Regions from separate parts of the Sus scrofa genome. Here region 1 is linked to region 2. The links are chromatin contacts, called in public HiChIP or PLAC-seq maps. All regions are on one chromosome and are shown on one strand. Each heading gives the region's core, a stretch centred on a gene start, on an enhancer-like site or on the middle of the called end of the contact. The rest is flanking DNA. Distances are from core to core; before and after follow the strand shown.

Region 1 (2,700 bases), core at 125-2,624, 91 kb before region 2:
ACACTCCTGAGCTTGTACGTGGCCTTGGTGCTCACCTACAGAATTAGATAAAATCAGGGGACAGAGGGGTGGGTGTCTGTCCTGACACTTGTCTGCCCCTTTGCACTTGGTGGGAGAAGGGTTAAAAGAAGAAGGTAGTGGCAGGCAGCTCCCAAGGCTGCCCGTTGGCCTGGCTGAAGAGAGGAGGGCACCCCTACCCACTCCAGTGCCCAGGGAGAGTGTATATGGGGGTCTCACCACCGTCTTAGTCCCTACCAGCAGGCAACCTGGCAGGGTCCCACATCACTGTACTTAAATGGCTCTCTTGAGGTCCTGAAGGCCCTCTCATCTCTAGCAGATTGTTGGGCAACGCCGCCCTGGCCCAGGCACCCCCAGCCAGCAGACTCAACGCTTGTATGCTAGCAATAGCCAGGACTGACTACGTAATTGGCAGAGTGCTTTGTTCAAAAATTATTAAGAATTTCTGGGAGTTCCTGTTGTGGCGCAGTGGAAACGTATCTGACTAGTAACCATGAGATTGTGGGTTCGATCCCTGGCTTTGCTCAGTGGTTAAGGATCTGGTGTTGCCATGAGCTGTGGTGTAGGTCGCAGACGCAGCTAGGATCTGGTGTTGCTGTGACTGTGGTGTAGGCCAGCAGCTGTAGCTCCAATTCCACCCCTAGCCTGGGAACCTCCATATGCTGCAGGTGTGGCACTAAAAAGATCTGTGTGTGTGTGTGTGTGTGTGTGTGTGTGTACACACATACAAAAAAATTAACATATAAAGAATTTCAAGATGGGAGTTCCTGCTGTGGTTTCTTGAGAGCACTGGGGCACAGGTTCGATCCCCCACCCAGCACAGTGGGTTAAGGATCTGGCGTTGCCGCAACTTCAGCTTAGGTTGCAACTGTAGCTCGGCTCTGATCCCTGGCCCAGGAGCTCCATATGCCCCAGGGTGGCCAAAAAAGAAAAAAAAAAATTTCAAGGTGGTGGCAACAGAGCATTAAACCAAAGGTGGAACCCTTCTGAGCACAGAGCTCTGTGGGCCTGCCCAGGTCACCTGCCCGTAAGGCCAGCCCCGAGGGTCACCAGCATTCATCGAATGCTTGCTGGAACGCCAGACCCTGTGCTAGGCGCTCACCACGCATGATCTCATTCCTTCCTCTCAGCAGCCCTATTATCCCTGTTGTGCAGACGAGGAAATTGAAGGATTAGACAAGCCGCATAACTTGCTGAGGTCACCAGCTCTTAAGGGCTAGAGCGGGGGACAGAACCCAGCCTGTCTACAGAGCCTGGGCTCTTAACCACCCCGGGCCGCTCCAGCCCACAGGGGTAGGGTGGTTGCTGGGCAAGGCAGCTGCTTCCTGTCCCCTTCTTCTGGCCTATCAGGGGCAGGAAGGAAGATGAGGCAAGAAACAGCAGCTGACAGTGCAGCAACAATGGCAGTGGTGGTGAGGGCGGCCAACCCAGACAGAAGCGCTGGGTGGAGACCGTGTGAGATGCACCCAGGGGCTGTGTGAGCTGGAGGCAGCTGATAGACACCGCAGCTGTGCCCTCCGCCCTCTCGCCCGGTGTGGGCATCGGGGAACCCTCCCCCTCCTCATATCACCTCCAGCTCTGCCTCTCTCTTCCTCTTTACGGCCGTGGTTGCTTCTCCTCACTTCTCTCCTTCACCCCTTTTCCGGCCACCCTGCACCCTCCCACCAAGTCCTCAGTATCCCCACGTCTACATCCGTTGTAATGAGCACCCGCTGTGTGCCAGGCACACTGCTAGCCACTGCATAGCTTTATCAGCCTGAATTCTCTCCACAAACACATGTGCATCATTATCGTCCACATTTTCCAAAGGAAGAAACAGAGGCTCAGAGAGGCTAAGAGGTTGGTCTAGGGGTAACACAGCTGTGAAGTAGCCCAGAGGAGACGTGGATGCAGATCTGAAGCCCCTGTGTTTTTGGCGCCTCCTGACTGCCTTCCCCACAGGATGGCGTTGGCCTGACTGGGTGCAGTGTGTCCCTGAGCGTGGAAGAGCCTCTTCTCACAAAGGAGGTGGTTTGGGAAATGGTTGACTCGAAGGAAGAATCGGTTGTATTTTGTGGAGGAGATGTTCCCCTCCTGTGCGGTAGCTGGGGCAGCATTCCTAGAAGGCTCTCTCTGACCCTTGGGAGAGCGGACCTGATGGAGTGAGGTGACAGGTTGCTGCAAGGATGAGCACTTGGACAAGGAGGAAGGTCCCTCTCACACATTGCACCAGGAACGGGAGGCAGGAGGCATCAGGAGAGAGTTCCCGTTGTGGCTCAGCAGGTTACGAACCCGACTGGTATCCATGAGAACTCGGGTTTAATCCCTGGCCCTGCTCAGTGGGTTAAGTATCCAGTGTTACCGTGAACTGCAGTGTGGGTCGCCGTCGAGGCTGAGATCCGGCGTTGCCGTAGCTGTGGTGCAGTCTGGCAGCTGCAGCTCTGGTTGGACCTCTAGCCTGTGAACTTCCGTATGCCAAGGGTGCAGCCCTGAAAAAAAAAAAAAAAGGCGCAGGGAGAGGTTTGGCTGCTGTAACGGAGACCCCGAATCAGGAGCCTGAACAGGATGGAAATTTCTTGCATGCAGGTCTGGGTGGGCGATTGGATCACTGGACAGGAATGGGGACCCCCACTCCTCCCAGACTGTGGCCGGTCTGTGCCCTTAGATGTTGAAGACAGCACTGCCCCTCCCCTGGGTCTGTGA
Region 2 (2,700 bases), core at 181-2,680:
ACCTCCATATGCCACAGGTGCGGTCCTAAAAAGCAAAAAAAAAAAAAAACAAAAAACAGAGACAATAGTGCAACCTTGGGGCAGGTCCAGATTCCTCCTCAAGGAATATACATAGTATCTTTGAGCCCTTCTGCAGAACTATTACTTGATGAAGTATGAAGCATTCTTCAGTGGAAAAAAGGAGGACCACCAGAACCAGTCCTGGGGCCACTAAACAGGAGCGTGAGAAACCGTGCAAGTTTGCCTCGACCCTGGTCCTTAACTGCGGCTCTATTTTCCACTCTTACACTGTAAAACCATCTCCTAATCTCTCTCAAGGGGACCATAGTCTTTAGGGCACTAACCTGCTCTGGCCCTCCTTTGGCAGAGCAATAGAGATATCTTTTTCTTCTTCACCCAAAACCCTGTCTCTGTGCTTCAACTGGGCATCGGAGGACAGAGACAGAGTTTTGGCAACACTACCTGCCTCATATCCTAGCTCCCCTCCTCGCACCGGTTTCCTCCGTGCTACCTGAGATTCTGTCTCCCGGGCCTAGGTCCTAATTTTGCTCCAAATAAAACTTAACTCTCAACTTTTAGGTGAAGGTCTCCAGCCACCCTAAATCCGGCCAGGGCTGGGTCTCCCATTCCATTACCTTTGCTAGAGTGTAATACGCCCCCCTGGGTTTTTTTTTTTTTTTTTAATTCCAAACTATTATCCTGCCGGACACTTTTCAGCCTACCACTACCAACTACCCATCCTCTTTCTCGCACCCACTCTCGCTACTCACCCAGCCGCGTGGTGCGATCTTGAGGTGCCGCCGGCCTGTCCCCGGTCCCATGCTCAGCCTCGAGCTCCTCTTGCTGCTGCCGCGCTTGTTGCAAAATCCGTCGGGTCAGCCGAGGCCCCACGTACTCCTCCTCCTCTTCTCCGGTTCCGCGACCCCGCCGCTTTTCCCGGGTCCCCGCCCGCACCGCATTCCCAGCCAGGATTTGGTCGGCCAGGGGCGCATGCTTTTCCTGACCCTCGGCCCCGCGGGCGGCCTTGAGTTTGGGCATTTCGCTAGAAAACCTCGCCGGGAAGTTTCACATGTGGGGACAGAGGAAAAGCTCTGAGTGCGCCGGCGCAGGGAACTCCCCAGAGGCCAGACGGTGATTACAGCGCCCCCTGGTGTTCGGAGGCCGGACCTGCCACCATCCCCGCCCCACCCCCTGATAGAGCTCCTGAGTCCTGGAGCTGGACTCCCGAATAAACTCATTGCAATTAACATCGCCTTCTCTAAGCAGTGGCAGTCCAAGCCACGCTTTCTTAGCTTCATGAATCTAGGCCCGGGGTGATTTGTCGAATAGGAAGTCCCCGAGCTGCAAGCCTAGGGGGCGGAGCCCTGCAGTGACGTCACTGGAGGCGCCTGTACGCCCCGTTCCTCGTGGCCGCCGAAGGGACTCGCACTTTTTACGTTATTTCCGGAGCACCTCCTACTACCGAAGCTTTCGTTAGGTCGGTGGTTTCACCTCGCGTGGGCTGCAGCAGAGCACTGCGTATCAGCTGTTCAGTACTGTCATCTTCCTGGCCTAACATCATGGGAGTGACTTGGTAGGACTTCAAGGGATTTCGTGGGGCGAAGCTTGGGGTGGTGAAGGGCCGGTGGAGCCTCCAGTGTCCCCGAGAGGAGGATCGGGATCAGGGTCTGAGAGAGATGCCCTCGAGTTGTGTGGGTGAGGGGACCACTGTGAGGGCTGCGAAATCTGCGGGCCTTTTTCCTCGGAGATGCGCCCCTTCTTTCTCAAAGGTGGCAGGTTAAAAATTTTTATCTTAAGAATCCACCAGTGGTCGCGTACCTCCTTCCGTTTTTCTTGGTATATTCTTCCTGCTCGTCATCCCACAGTACTGCCTGGGGTCGGAAATAGTATGTCGGGTTTAGGACCCATCTGCAGTCAAGGTTGGATGGGTTGTGGGGAGGGAGATAGACAACATTGAAGGCAGTATCTTTTTTAGGTTTTTGCCCTTCCCTATGGCCACTAAATGCAGTTAGACCAGCCTGTGTCTAGTTCTAATTTGGCCATTTTAAGATCTCGGGTCTAGAGGGGGAAAAAAAGAAGCTATTGGGAGTTAGGAGATTGGGATGTTAGGCACATCACCTCCTCAGAACCTGTTTCCTACTATGTTTAATTACATGCTTGGTTTAGTTTCTGTGGACTTAATATCTGTAACGTGTTATGAGTCAGAGTGCAGGGAAATATGGGCCTCATGCTCTTGGAGGCATTAGTTCCAAAATGCTAGATTTCAGGGCTTAAAAGAAAAAAAAAAAAAAAGGTATCTGGAGCATCTTTCCAATCAGAGAGGGCTAGAGGCCAGGGTATCAGGAGTCAGTGGCTATAGAGTCTTCATATAAGAAAAGAGCCTGTGGGAATTCTTCCTCCCAGTCACCCAAGTCTTGCACACTTGTCAGTGACTGCACATTTGCTTCCTGCAGTTGACATCATGAGCCTCTTTGGAAGTCTTTTAGTGTAAGGAGGATGTGAAGAATGGAGATGAAAAGTTTCCTCCGCAGAGGCATGGAATCCTGGAAGCCCCTGTTGTTTTTTTCTTTTCTTTTTTAAATTAAAATATAGTTGATTTACAACATTGTGTCAGTTTCTGCTGTGAGGCCCCTGTTGTTGTTTTTGTTTTTGTTTTTGTTTTCTTTTTTCTTTTTTTCTTTTTAGGGCTGTTCCTACAGC

What was found. HiChIP or PLAC-seq counts read pairs in DNA pulled down with a chosen protein or histone mark.
Region 1: a contact with region 2 is called in an H3K27ac HiChIP or PLAC-seq map of alveolar macrophages. The contact joins the enhancer-like site here to the promoter of MED20 in region 2. A contact is called at or near these places in 2 of 5 promoter capture datasets (fetal liver and fetal skeletal muscle), 20 of 47 Hi-C or Micro-C datasets (adipose tissue, alveolar macrophages, blood and 10 more) and 2 of 2 datasets of contacts at active chromatin or transcription factors (alveolar macrophages and skeletal muscle).

The regions. Positions count from the first base shown.
Region 1 is chr7:37,163,440-37,166,139 of Sscrofa11.1, reverse strand. It overlaps a transcript of CCND3 not described here. Among named protein-coding and RNA genes, the nearest start is that of TAF8, 18 kb to the left of the region's middle. Within about 2 kb of position 1,374, at least 34 of the 83 cell types and tissues checked have an H3K27ac peak or open chromatin away from gene starts, as enhancers often do. A contact at or near this core is called in adipose tissue, alveolar macrophages, fetal liver and 6 more, where this site is marked.
Region 2 is chr7:37,072,880-37,075,579 of Sscrofa11.1, reverse strand. It overlaps MED20 (mediator complex subunit 20), which reads left to right and starts at 1,430. Exons shown (of 4, transcript NM_001206352.1): 1 at 1,430-1,573. The coding sequence starts at 1,560. BYSL (bystin like) reads right to left here and starts at 1,063. Exons shown (of 7, transcript NM_001130731.1): 1 at 771-1,063. The coding sequence starts at 1,038.